2 separate regions of the Columba livia genome follow, and region 2 is linked to region 1. Evidence: chromatin contacts called from public Hi-C data. All regions are on one chromosome and are shown on one strand. Each heading gives the region's core, a stretch centred on a gene start, on an enhancer-like site or on the middle of the called end of the contact. The rest is flanking DNA. Distances are from core to core; before and after follow the strand shown.

Evidence for each region. Hi-C and Micro-C count contacts between places; a contact is called where the count stands out from the background.
Region 2: a Hi-C map of crop shows a contact between it and region 1, with 2.6 times the contacts expected there. The contact joins the promoter of KCNJ2 here to the enhancer-like site in region 1.

What each region holds. Positions count from the first base shown.
Region 1 is chr18:11,744,295-11,751,240 of bColLiv1.pat.W.v2, forward strand. All of the region lies in intron 12 of MAP2K6 (mitogen-activated protein kinase kinase 6), which reads left to right. Among named protein-coding and RNA genes, the nearest start is that of MAP2K6, 44 kb to the left of the region's middle. Within about 2 kb of position 5,512, at least 1 of the 3 cell types and tissues checked has an H3K27ac peak away from gene starts, as active enhancers do.
Region 2 is chr18:11,914,021-11,921,255 of bColLiv1.pat.W.v2, forward strand. KCNJ2 (potassium inwardly rectifying channel subfamily J member 2) reads left to right here and starts at 3,291. Exons shown (of 2, transcript NM_001290101.1): 1 at 3,291-3,347.

The DNA.
Region 1 (6,946 bases), core at 4,262-6,761:
AGGGAAAATCCTGCTTGGCCAACAGAGCATTGCTTTAGTGGCTGGTCTGATGTAGTTCAGACAAGGTTCCCACCAGCTCCCTGTTTAATAGACCTCTTTTTGATTAAAAACAAACCCCAAACTCCTCGCTCAGAAAAGCCAGCCAAGATGCTCTTTTTTTCCCTCTCTCTTCCATCTTGTTCCTCTCAGAGGAACTCTGGGGGCCCGTCTTGGTGCTTTCACTCTTCCACATGCCAAAGATTGCTACATCCCTCTTAGTTACGCTCCTGCCAAACCAGATCTTATAGTCTTGCCTCAAAAAATCATCCACTTCCCTGCTCCTTGGGGTTCCTTTTGTTGCTGTTGCTTTTTCATTGAATTTCCTCCTGTTTATTGACATGTCTATTGTTGAGCTTCCTGGACACATGCAGCTCTCTTTTTCGGGTACAGAGAAAGACAAATAGTTGCCTTCACTGGTCTGCCCCTGCTGTTGGGGAAATACTGCTGGCGATACGATTCCTGCAGCTGGGGATGGGTCTCAGTGAGAGCTGGGGTCATGGAGGGTGTAAACTGGCATTTCTCCATTGGCTTGGCTGGAATAAGGCCAGTTTTGTCCAGCTGAGAATCTGTCCTTAATGTCTAAACAGTTATTACACACTAATAAAGATTAATGATTGTAAATCCCCACGGATTATACATAAAACGGCAAGTTTTACTCATTAATCTTTATTGCCATATTATAGCTGTTTATGTTAGAAGGGTCGTCTCTTTTTGGTCTGAACGTGCACTTAGGAGGTGGGGGTTGAGCATGGGGGAGACGAAGGGTGGACAAACCAGACCAGATGTCCATGTGTTTTACAGGCTGTGTCCTCCCCCCCAGGTTGGTTGTTTCCTTGAAAGCCATTAACCAGCAGCAAAGGATGTATCACAGAGCTTTGTCCGCTTCGCTGGCCTCTGGCTGAGCTATAAAATCCAGATTGTTTCTGGTGAGAAGGGATCAGATCTCCTAATTAATATTTCAGCTCAGCCTTTACTGGAGCAGATGGATAATATGAAATTTGATGTGTGCTCTGGCAGGCCAGAGCTCTGCAGTGCAGTGAGATTCACTCTGGGATCGTGGCTGGAGAGATGCTTTCTGTGTGGTAGGAAGCTGGGTTGCAGGTTGAAAGGATGCTGCTCCTTCACGTAACCCCACACCATAAAAACAGTTGATGTTGTTAATAAAGAGGGGCAGGAAAAGCTCAGTTGCATCTCAGCTTTCATGTGTTTGTGGATGTGTGTAGATACAGGTAGGAGCTGGTCGTACCAGTGGTCTGGACACAAAGGTTCTTGTGCTATATAAATAAAAAGGACTCTAAAGACAGTAAAATGCAAGAGCGGTCTTAATGGGGTAGGGACAAAATGAGTCCTTTGATAGGCAGCTGGTGCCCATCCGCTCTGCCCGGGAAGGTCTGTAGTCGATGGGGAAGGCTGCTGGAGCAAAAAGAGAGGGCAAAGAGACAGCCACAGACTTGGCTGGGTACATAGCCTGCTGAGACCGGCCTGTCTCCCCTTTCTCTGGCTGTTTATACCTTCAGGCCCATTTGTAGGTAAGGAGTTTGCTCACAAGTCCCTCATTGCCACTGCATCCCCACTTCAGCAAAAAGAGACAAAATCTAAAATCCAAAAGAAACCCACAAGGAAAAACTGCAAGTGAGCTGATGCTCATTGCCTGCTGCGTGCTCTTGTGCATCGCTGCTTCTCCTGCTGAACCTGCTGGTGCGATATTTAACGGACTTAAATGATGGGGAACACATTAGAATAAACATTTTAAGGTGGTCTCGAAGTAGCCTAATGGTGGAAATACCAAATTTACAGGCCACAGGGATAAATGAATTCTTTAGGGGTCCGTACAGCCGCCAGTGCCGTTCTACTGGGAGCGATTTTGGCTGCATGACGTTTATTCCATGGCCTCCTTTAGTGTGCTCCTGGGTTGCTACAAAGCTCTTTGCCTCTATCGATACCTTAAGTCTCAGCCACCTTTAGGTTTTGTGTTTTACTGTCTGGGATTTTACTCTCAGCCTTTTTTTCTGGGCGGTTGGTCAGAGTGAAGGAAAGGGAGAGCGGCCCCCAGCCAGCTCTCGGCTTTGCAAGAGGAAGGTCCTGCCTCTCCGTTACCCAATTAACGGGACACGCAGCCAGAACCTTGCTACCCTGCAGGTATCCAGCCCAAGTGAGAACTTCTCCCTTTGTGCTTCGCTGCCATCGCATTAAAAATCCCTTCCTGGAAGCGGTTCGGCTCTGGAGCTGCAGCAGCTTTGCTCCGAGGCGGCTTGTACTTGGGATGGGCCGCCTTTCCTTCCTCGAAAGGCACTTGGGTTTCTCTCCACGATGGGGCAGAAGTCCAGCGGCTGTGAGGTACCGCGAGGATACACTGGGAGAAGCTTTGGAAGCATCTTGAGCGCTCTGGAAATAGAGATGGAAATCTCAAAAGATCAGACGTCTTTCGGCAATTTCCAAAGCTATGTGGTTTTCGCCAGACCTGAAAACCCTTCCTAGAAGTTTATTTCAGGGTATTTTGGTATGTTACTTTCACTTTTGGGCCCAGCTAAATCCAGGAAGCTCAGAATAGTGTAATTTTTAAATAAAGACTAAACACACCCCAAGTATTACTGAGCCGATCAGGAAAGTTGCTGTTTGGTTTCTCTTACAGGAAGAATTCAGGCCAGCTCAGGGTTTATCCTAATTCAGGCTGGTTTTGCCCCAGATTATTCTTCTTCTTGAGAAAATAAGACACCAAGCCGTGGTCTTTCCAAAAACACTGTGACCAGTCACGCAAGGGTATGAACCACGTTGTGCCAGAAGGTGGATGGAGATAAGTGGTCCAGGGAGAGGCGGCCAACATCTGATGGTTGGAACGAGCGGTCTGGCAGCAAGCGTGCCCGTGGCCTCCAAAACCAAAGGTAGATACAGTTTCCCCAGGGGTTGCGTGATGGAGGTATCAGGGTCTGCCAGGTCTCGTTTTTTTTCCCTCTAATAAAGAACATTCAGTCATCGTGGAGAGTCCAGGAACAATATCTGAAAGCCTCCGGTATTTCTCAGCCCAGTTGTGTGGGTTTTTTTTCAGGATGGATACCGCGAAAAGTTGGGAAGGACCAGGTGTCCTTCATTTACGCAGCCAGACTGAGGAGATGTAGATCAAGTGCCTCGTAAGAGCCAAATAGGTGTGTTTAAAGATGAATTACAGTCTCCGTCATAACTGTTAAATCAGGATCAAATTTTCTCATGTACAGGTGCAGCTGCAGAGTTCTCCATCCACATTTAGCCCAGATTTAGTCATTAGTCCTGGAGAAATACCTAAGAGCACGGACTGTGCCATTTGGAGGACGTCTGGCAGGTTGGGGCTCTGCAGGGTACAAAGTACAGCATCGCCAATACCAGCACCGGGCTCCAGGTATTTCCTACATGATCTAGATTATGAAATGAATTTCCAGAGCTCTGCCACCGCTTCGCTTCCTCCACAATTGTGAATCGAGTGGTTCGTGCTTGGCAACAGCTGTCACTGTGCCGGCAGGGCTGCTGGAAATAGCCACAATGTACAAAGAGTTGGGATTTTGCGTTTGTTTTTTAACAGCAGTGTGTTGCGGGGGGAGCTGCTGAATGGAGTTTCTTGCAAATGGGAAATGGGTTGGAGTAAAACTTGCCATTTCTCGCAGAAGAAAGGAACTGTCTAAAAATGCCCGAAATCTTCAATTTAAGGAATTACAGTTTTGCTGGCAAAGATCCGTGTTTAGCATCGAAATATATGAAATTTCTAGGATTTCGGTCTGGCGGTGTGAAATCTGCTCTCTCGCGAGATGGCGGGAAATTTGTAATAAGGTTATTTCTACGTACTTCCAGCTAAAAAAAGAACTGAGCACAATGGGAAAGCAACCACTTCCAGTGGTCTGTTGGTCTTGAAGAGGGCACAGGCAAAGCAGCTGTGTTGTGAACACGGCAGAAAAGAGGCGCCTTTCCAACCTGCTGTCAGGAAGGTCCTTATTTTACTTTATTTTTAGGATTATTTTTTTTACAGTAACATTATTTCATTTCAGAACTGTGAAAGTTTCTGCTTTTCCTTACGTGTGGGAGGCTGATTATTCCTTCTCATGTTCTAATTATTTATTATTTATCCATTTCTGGTACTAGACAAGATGTGCTGAAGGCATCTCCCAGCCTACCCTCCAGCCTTATGGAATACCTATAGGATCTCTTGACAGCTGGGATGGCAACTGGCAGTAGCTGGCTAATTATTATTTTAAATTATATTTATAGCAATTTAGATTTTCTTTTAGTGACCTGGTTTGCTCTAGAATTAGGGATGGGGATAAGGAATATTTCATAAAAAAGTGGATTTTTCAATGTTTCTTTAAACATCGTGGAGGCTTCCGAATAAACCCGCTCACGCTTTTTTAATACGAAAAGCAGCGGTTGGGTTGTAGTTGTTCCTTCAAGAGGGGATTGACTTAGCATCAGGGTTCAGTTTAAGTGGTAAAAATGTTTAGTGTCACAATGTCATTAACCAAAAGCTCATTGGAATTCTGAGAAAGTGATAATTTTCCACCTGACAAATCAAATCTGGTTGGTGATGAACTCGGTTTGACCAAGTCTCACTCCAGGCTTTTCTCTTATCACATTTTCCTGGAGTTTTCCTTTAGCCCTCGAGCCGGGGAGACTCGGGGTTGCCAGGATGGCTTCAAAGCGGAGCTGAGGGCCACCCAGCACCCTCTGCCCAGACATCTGTGGCTCTGGAGGACACAAGTCCTACAGAAACAATGGAGGAACTCATGACCAGCTGCGTCTTGCTCGGTCAGAGATGTCGAGGTGAAATCCCACAAGCGTGACCTGTGTTAGACAAGCAGGATCGGGGGCTCAAAACCAACCATTTGTTCTTTTTATTCCCCTTCTCCTCTTCACAAAGGTGCCTTGCTGCTCTCCTGCTCCAAAAGCCTCCCTGGCCTTTCTGATGAAGAATGCTGCGGTGCATCTGTTTTCCAACAGCTTGCATTGGTTTTCTGGTTTGTTTTTCCTTCCCTCTATGTATAAGGAATGGTGGGTAGCAGAATGTGGAATTCATTAGAAGTTCATAAAGCGGGGACCTCAGAAGGATGTGGGTATAAATGGTTTTCAGGCATCTGAGGTGAACTTTAAATGGAGCTTTGGTCCTCATTTGCTTTCTGCTTTTCAAATACCATTTATGAGAAAGTGGAGCTGTCAAAGCCGTGCATGAACTTTGCCTTCTTGCAAATAACTTGTCTCAAAGTAAATTGTCAAAATGCACAAGAAACTTGTCTCAAAGTAAATCCAGTAGCTCTACAAAGCTGGAAACGTATGTGCATTACAATGTGTGTGTGTGTGTTGTGCATGGGTGGGTGGGGTGAGTAAATCTACCATTTTGGAGATCTAAAACGCAACGCAAGCGTTTTTAGGAAAGGCAATGTAAAATATTTATTTCTTGGCAAAAGTACATCAGACCACATCTCCCATCCTTCTATTAATTGCTTCGTGTTTGTTTTTGTTGTCTAAGTCTTTGCTGGCCCGTTTCCTCCGCAGTGCTCGTTGCTGCTCAGCAGCCGTAACCTCACACAACCCCTGCGGCAGCGCGGGACGCGGGGCACGGGCTCTGCTCTCGGTGGGGGAAGCACCGCTGTTCGCATCCACGGGGGGAACGGAAAAGCTAGGGTTAGACTAGAGAAGGCAGCACAATGCAGTATGAGCGATTTTCAATTTTGAGTCTTCTTGAGGAAGCTCCATCGTGGTGAGAGTCAGAAGTGCCCTTTCCTAACACAAGATCCTGGAATCGTAGCTTTGGGGAGTGCGGGTTTGTCCAGAGATAGCGAGTGTTGAGGTAAACTCTTATTGCCTTGGCCTGTTATCGTGAACATGTCCTAGTGGTATATTTGAAATAAATGAAGTGCTGTCATCTCTGGGAGGTGCGACCCAGGTTCTTGTCAGCGCTGGTTAAGGTCCCCTGGGGCTTTGCCGAGGGTTTGTAGCAGCGCAGAGCCACCCCGTGCCATGACAAACCGAGCTCCCAGCTCCTTCTCCTGTCTGCAACCAGGTGAATTTCACACCGGAGCCAGTCAGATATTGCAGAGTTCGCCGGGTCCTCCCTGCGCCCCACAGAACTTCGGCTGCCCCCCCATACGGCTCCACGTCCGCCCCGTCTGAAACACTTCTCTTACTCTGTGTCATCTTCATTCATCTCAAAGCCGTTCCCCATACTATGAAGATGATAAATAGCTGGAGACTGACAGTAGGACCATGTGTGTAACATTAGATAAGCTTTTATTTAACAATGTTGTTTTAATGAGATGCTTTTAGGATTCGCGTTGTGCTGGATTAGGGATATTGGTGGAACAACTGAACTGGTATTCTTAAACCTGACTGCTCCAGATCCTTTTCCTCCACCCTCTTCATTAAAAAAAAGAATAGATTGGGAGAATATATTTAACTTGAACAAGAACCCAAACACTGCTGGTGGAATAAGTTAATTGTCTTTACTACGCTTCAGTTTGATTTCTCAGGATACCCAAAGGTTTATCAGTGCTGCTGAGAGAAGGGGACAGTTCACCTTTTTGAAACTTCAACCACTGTAACCGTTTTCCAGATGTGCGTGTGCGCGCGTGTGTGTGTTAAATTCAGCAGCGTGTGTGCGTGTGTTCTGCTGAATATTGTGTGCATCTATGAACTGCTTCAAACAACTGCCTGGAAGTCAAAACCGACCACCTCTTTCCAGTCATATGTTTGCCGTGACTTTTCATAACCACACTTGAACTAGTGGTCTTGGATTAAATATTCAAAGAGCAGGGCATCTTTATAGCAATGGTATGTCAGTCAAATTAAGAAAAATGTACACAAAAATAAATAAATGAGATTTAAAAGCGGTGTGCTGTCAGTTTACCTGTATTTACCCAGTGGAAGTTGTCGGGGATACACTGTGCTGCTT
Region 2 (7,235 bases), core at 2,041-4,540, 170 kb after region 1:
CAGAAAAAGCAATTTAATAACATCTCCCGTGCAGTAAGACAGGGGCTAAAGCCTCTGGTCCCAGCTGGCAAGGACTGTGTCTGCAGCACAACTCGCCGGTTCGCTTCCATGGCATCTGCAGAGCTCGGCAGGACCGAGGGGGTGTGACCGGCAAAGGCGACAACGAGGCCAGAAAACAGCAAATGTGGGGAGAAAAAGCCCCTTTTTTTGCTGGTATGGCCTGGCTGAAATTTGCCTCAGAAAAAGCATCTCGCTTTGTTGCTGGCTCCTTTTCTTCCACCTCCTACGAGAAACGAATGTTCTGCCTTCCCAGGGCCCTTCTCATCCCTCGACACCATTTCTTCTGCAGATAGTGGTTATTAGCTTGAAAACTCCTCCGACTGTGACCACTTCACAAAGCTCTTCTAATATTCCCATTCAGGAGGCTCTGTAGTGAGACTTCTGTAGCTAGACCACGTCAAATTAGAAAACCATTCATCAAGAGAAGAAAAACAAACCCTGGCTCACTCTTGAGGGTTAAGTTTTCAGCTGTCTCTCAACCCTTTTGTCCTGGCTTGTTGCAACAGGAAAGGGTTTTTTAGAAACTGTTCTTGTAACTTCAACTTCCCCGTTCAGGGGGTTTGGAGGTGTTTCTCTCGCTGAAGTCCACGCGGACGCGAGCCGGCTTTGTTATGGTTCTCATTATCTACATAAGAGATGAGAATCGATATTTCATTCTAAGAAGAGCTTTCTGGGCAGAGCTGTTCCAACATTAAACAAGCTGCAAAACAGTCGTGATGTATCTGCTCTACCCTTCCTCAGGATGAAACACCAAACGGCTGAACCTGCAAGTCCCTGCTGCTGTGATTAAGTCTTAGTCACGTCGGCGGGTCTGGGATCTTTGGGTCTAGCAGTCCTGCAGTTCTTAGCGGTTGGTTTGCATGAGTAAAGGCTGAGTAAGAGTCCACAAGGTCGGGCTGTAATCTGTAATATCTCGTGGATTTTGTGCAGAGATTTGGTGAACCCACCCCCCCGCAAACTGGGGCTGTTCTCAGCAAAGCACTTCTCAGCAAGAGCAATCACAGCTGCTCACAAAAAGCCCACAGACACTCAGAAGAATGAGGGATGCTTTTTCTCTGATACAGGTACATGAACTGTGTAGTATTTGTGCCTATGGCTTTCAAATCCTGTGGATTTGATGATTTTCATCTTACTGAATGAAGAAAATAACTGCAGTCAATCCCTCTTGTAGATTTTTTGTTTTCCAGGTTTGACATTCATAAGAAACTCACCCATGTTATAGGACTTTTCTTCCACTTACAAATGAGCAGAATCACCCAAGAATAACTCACAAACAATACGTTTGCCCAACATGCCAGATTGCTCAATGTACACAAACACTTGTCTTTTCTTCCCCTCTCCCCGTCGTGTAAATTTTGTGCATCCTGCACACATAACACTGGGGACTTTTACAAACCAGCTGCATTTGGCCATTGTATTTGTTGCTGCAACAATGCGGTGCTTCCTCATTCGGAGTATGGGGAACTCAGCAGATCCTGTAAGGGACACTAAGGGCAGGCGGTGGAAGTTGTTCAGCAGCAATATGTTCCTAAAGCATTTGGGCAAGGCATTTTCATGTCAGGGTTGTAAACTTATGAAACAAACGAGAAGGAGGACAGTTGAAGCAACTACAAGTGACTACAGGCACTGGCGCTGTGGAAAGCAGGGAATCTGATTTAGAGCCTGTTTTGGACATTGTGAGGAAGCTTTTGGACCAGTCCCTCTGCAGCTCCAGGCAGAAAACCTGACTGCGGATTAACACTGCTCGTCCCACACCATCCCCAGCACCCGTTCGCTGGGTGTTGCAGGAGCTACCATTGCAATCCTGGGCTGCAATTGGAGGTGTTCACAGCCTTGTGTGGTCCGCAGCCCTTGCACTCAGCAATCACCTTCACTCTGAGTTTTCCAGCGGAGCGCACAGGGCTCCCCGCTGCATTTCAGCTGTTGGCCCTGGGGAACGCGGCTTTCCGAGGGCAGAGGAGCGGACACCTGCCTCGGAAACCAACACCCCTGCACTGTCCATCAGCGCCGGAGCTTGGCAAACTTCAGACTGTGCTTACAAGGCTGTTTTTGTTCCTGCAAGGCTCCCGGCCAGACATTTCATCCTTTCTTTTTTTTCAGTCTTAGGCCACGTCCACTGCAGGGCAGACAGGCTATTAAAAATCCTTCTGATTTCTGCACGTTTCAACACCGGCCGGCCAGCCTGCGGATTGAGCTGCCACAGGTGATCAATGAAACAAAGAACTGGATCCTACGCGCTGCAGCCAGGCAAATACTTCTCTTGCTTCCAACCTTGCTCCGAAAGATGTTAGTTCAGGGATCAAAGCTCTTGTTTTGGAAGGCACGTTGGATCTCAGTGAAAGAGAAGGATGTGAGGTTTGATGCTTGAGTGTTCCTTCTCCTGCTAGGGTCAGGTGTTTGTGGTGAGATCACAAACATCTTAGCATTTCACTGAAATAAAGGAGCAAAAGGAATGAAAGTGGATTCAATGGGTTCAAACTGGAACACAGGAGGTTTCACTTAAATATGAGAAGAAACTTCCTCTCAGTGAGGGTAACAGAGCCTGGACCAGGCTGCTCAACGGGGGTGCCCGCCTGGACACCTTCCTGTGTAACCTCATCTGGGTGTTCCTGCTCCGGCGGGGGGATTGCACTGGATGAGCGTTCCAGGTCCTTTCCAGTCCCTGGCATTCTGGAATTCTGTGCAAACTATTCCCTCTCTGATATTTTTCCTTAGCACACGGGGTCCGGACACCGGCTCAGCCACACAGATCCCACCCGGGACCTTCCCAGGTTCCCAATAAAATCTCGCAAAAGCTTTTCTCGGAGCTGGGGGGGCGGGTACCCGTGGCAGGTGCCGGGTGCCCGCGGACACAACCGGAGGGAACCGGGCGGAGCGGCTGCGAGCGGGACCCGTGGAACGCCGCTCAGGGTCGGGGGGGGGTGCTGCGGCCGCCCAGGACCGCCCCCGCACAGCCCAGCGGCCGCGGCCGCCGCTGCTTCCCCCGGCAAGTCCTCGGGACCCCCCAGCCCGGGTGCCGCCCGCCCCCGGCCGCGCTGCCCCGGCCCGGCCCGGCCTCCCGGCCGCCATTGGTGCGGGGCGGCGGGAGGGCGGGGACGGCGGGGCCGCTATTAAACATCACATGGCAGCTCGCGAAAAAAAGGGGCAGCGGCTCATTGAGAGGCTCAGTGGGAAGCGGTGCGGCGGCCGGCGGGCACCCCGGGATTGGCTTTGCTGCGTCCCCCACAAAGCCGCGGGATCTTACACCTTTTGAACTCTCCCAGCACCTCCGTTCGGGCCACCGGCAGGTAAGCAGCGCTTGCTTTCCACACCTATTCGAGACGCCCACGCAGGGTCACCCTGGTCCGCAGGGCGATGCAGCGGTCGCGGTCTCGGTGCGAGCACCGTGTCGCGATATTCCCGACATAAAGCTTTCCTGCTCGGTGAATTTGTGCTTAGACGTTTGGAGGGGGAACTCTTGCATTTCTCATGCACCATCCACGAGCTATTCTCAGTGACTAAAATAATTAGATAGGTATGCTGGGAACACTCGAGCATCTGCTTGCAGCATCTGTTTATGTTCATAACTTTCCATGCACCAGCTGCTCCCCCCTCCCGCCCCCGAAATATTTTATTCTGGGGAAGGGCTGGAAGTTTGCATGACAAGCCCGTGTCGCAGGAGCAGCACCGCTCCATCCCTTCCAATTCTTCTCGCCTGTTGTTTCCTGTACAAGAGAGAGGTCGAAAGTATCAAGTCTTGGAGATCAGATATGCCTTTTTGAAAGGAGTGTCTGAAACGTTCTGGAGGGGCATGAAATGAACCTGTAACTTCATTCATTGGTATTATGGAAGCGGGGGGGTTGTTTGTTTTTAACCATCCTGAAAAAAAAAAAATAGGAAGAAAGAAAACAAAAACAAAACCATTGCAGCTGGAGAGCCCGTGAAGGGGCTGTATTGTTCCGAGTTTGTTCATGACAGTTAAAGGAAAAAATACTGATAAGAAATGGCAGATTTATTCGCGGGGACTCAGTGGCTGCTTTGTCACCTCCCCGGGGACCCGCAGGTGCCACCGCGGTGGCTGAGCCAGGACCCGCATCTCGGTCCCCCCAGCCTGCGAGGTGTCAGTTCCAGCCTCACCTTTACACTTGTTTGCTTTTCCATCCTCCCAGCCGGTGCATCAAGTACACCCCCTGGTGATGGCTGCTTCACTTGTAGATATTTTGTCATCAGCTAGAAATACCCTGAACCCGTCTCCTTGGCAGGACAGCAGATGCAAATGCCACTTGTCTTTTCCTCTCTCCTATTTCTTTGCACCATCATCATCTGCTCTTTTTTTTAACTTATTTCCCCCCCCCCGTCCCCACTGCCTGATTGTGAAGGACAGATCCTTCTCCTGAAGGCAGCTGAGCGCTTTGTGTCACTCGAGTCTCCCCAAATCAGTGGAGAAGCCCCGGGGAATGACTTTTCAAGTAACACAGGGGTCCGGAGGAAGGTTCTGGGGGTGGCTGTCCCCAGCAGCGAGGGAGTGGGGACTGTGGAACAGGCTTTACTGGTGCGAGTGGCTCCTTTGTTCTGTTTACCGAGGGCAGGAGGGGAAGGCGCTTGGCTGAGCTGGTGCCGGTGCTCTCTTAGCAACATGTGCCCGGCTCTCGGCAGGGCTGTGCGCCGGGGAATAACTGCTCCGAGCGCTCATTAGTGCTCCTCTCCCCACCCCTCCGCTCTTTTTGCACTTGAGTTTTTTTGCTCAGTATTAAACCTTCTGCACCGATTCCCTTCGAGCTCTTTGTTGCAGAGTTTAAACATACGGTGTGAATGTCTTTCCTGGGGGCAGATATTGAGGGGGATGCTTGCTGAAGGGAAAAGTGGGGGTTTGGGCTCCGCATTTGCACACAGGTTGGGTCAGAAATGCTGTGGATGCAGTGCAGCCCTGTTTTTCTCTGCCTCTCCAAGCATCCCCTCGAAGCAGAGCAAGCGCAGGGCTCTCCCACCCCATCTCATCGCTCCCCAGTAACGCCGTGCTGGTGCCAGTGCTGGTAATTACAGGCTGCATTGCTCTAGTCTTGTATTCCCTTCCAAGAGGGAAGGCAGCCTGAATTAATAATAATAACACACCTAGTGATGATTGCATCTACAGCTGCGTGTGTGTGTCTGGCTGTAGCGCGCTGGGCCCAATTATACCAAGATTTGGGTTGGTTGGTGGGTACTGGGTGGGCTCTTTGTCTGGTGAGGGTTGCAGGGCTGGTCCCACACTTGCTTGGCATCCTCAGTGCCACCAGTTGCGAACGGGGTGTGGAGAGGAGCAAACTTGGCTCATCCTTGAGCAGCAGGTGGATTAGCTGAATCACAAGGACCGTTAGATTTTTTCATCCTAGTTTGGTTGCTTGTGGGATTTTTGGGGGGAACTTCTACTGGAACTCGTTGTGCAAGTCAGGGTGATGACTGATCAGGTGTGTGATGGGGCAGCCAGTGGATCTGCTGGGTGTTCTACTGGGCCAGGAGCAGGATCAGACCCTCTGGCTGGTCCCTGCACCCCCGAGCGCTCGCAAGGGAGACAATTTGTGCTGTAAAAGCAAGAAGCCAACTGTGCTGCAGTGGAGCGTGCCAGAGCTTTGTTGTATCGACTTCAGGCAGTCTGTAAAGGTAGCACAGGGTTTAAGGATCGTTAGAGCCAAATTGCTGCAGGTTTGGCCCCGAGGGTGGCTGGGAAGGAGACGTTCTGTGCAAGGCAGAAGGTGCTCAGCCACTCAGGGTAGGAATATCATGGTATACGGTACCTAATTTGGGTCCCAAACTTCTAAAAGCAGCCGGCTTGCCGCAGGAAGCTGGCCTTGTGATTTCAGTGATCTGTGGAATTCAAACAAATGTCCTTGGGTCAGGACTTTTGTCAGAGAGCTGCATATTCAGACACCTGAGGCTTTACAGCTTATCTTTCCCTCTACCACAAGTTTTCCCCTAAAATCCAAGAGACAATGCAGAGGAAAAAAAAGGAGGGGGAACAAAGCCCAAACAAAACAACAGCTTCAAAATAAAGCGCTTCCTGGGCTGTGTATTTCAATTACCTTGGAACAAATCAGGCTTTGAACGTGGAAGTTGAACATGACTGTGATTATTGGATGTGGTTTATAAAAGTAATCGATTTGCAGACCAATGCAGCGGCTTTTGAAGAAGTTGTTTTGTGTGGAATGTATTAACAGTAACTCCACCTTCCCTCTGTCTTTAGGTTTCTAATAGAAGTATTTTTCAGGCAAAAAACATAATTTAAGTGTGAACATTAAAAGATTTTTCTTTGCATTTTTGGGAGTGATATCCTGACAGGTGTTAGAAACCTCATGATTAAAAGGGGGTGGTGGGGGGGGAGCGAATCCTTACGCAGCACAGGCAAGACAGATAAATAAGGTCAGCTATACCATCCCCTAAGCCGACATTGCTGAGAGCAGCGCTCCAACCTGGGCTTTACCAAACTGATCAAAAGCTGCCAAAATGTCTTGTACACCAATGAAGTCACAGATGACTAATCCCGGCAAGTAGGCGTTGGGACGCATTCTTACACAACAAACACAAGGGAGGAAGAAAAGAGAAGGTAAAAGTAAACCCTGAAGCGATTCTAGAGGGAAAACCATCCCATGTGCAAATACAAGCACAGCGGTGGTTTCTGTTTGTCACCTGCTCTGTTCCTCCCAAGTGTTTGCTGCCCTGAAGCCCTTGTCGTGGGGTGGAAGGATGTGGGAGGGCTGAGAAGCTGTTTGAAATCCCGCAGGTTTTTGGAACACCTCTGCAGGGCTTTCGGGGATGCTTTGGGGAAAGGAGAGAAACTCTTCTCTAGAGCTGTTGTCAGATACGGAGCAGAGGAAGAGCCACAGAGTACTGAAGCTGCTTTGTGTTCCTTGGTTGCTGCAGTTTTGTTGGGTTTTGGATGAACGCAGGCGAGTTTAGCTAATATTGGTTTACAAAGAGCATCGTGGTTTAATCTCCGGCTACTGTACTGTACGCGGTTCTGAAGTCTCCTCTTCCCAGCAGACATTCTTCATCACTCCGTTTTAGTTTTATCTCCTCCGCGTGCCGCATGTGTGGATGGAGCAGTTGCATTAATGCATCTCTTCTCCTCTGCAGCGTTTCAATTACATTTCCTGATATACAGTACGCGACTTAATGGATGACGCACTTGTTAAAAGCTAAACCTGGGTCTAAGCCAGACC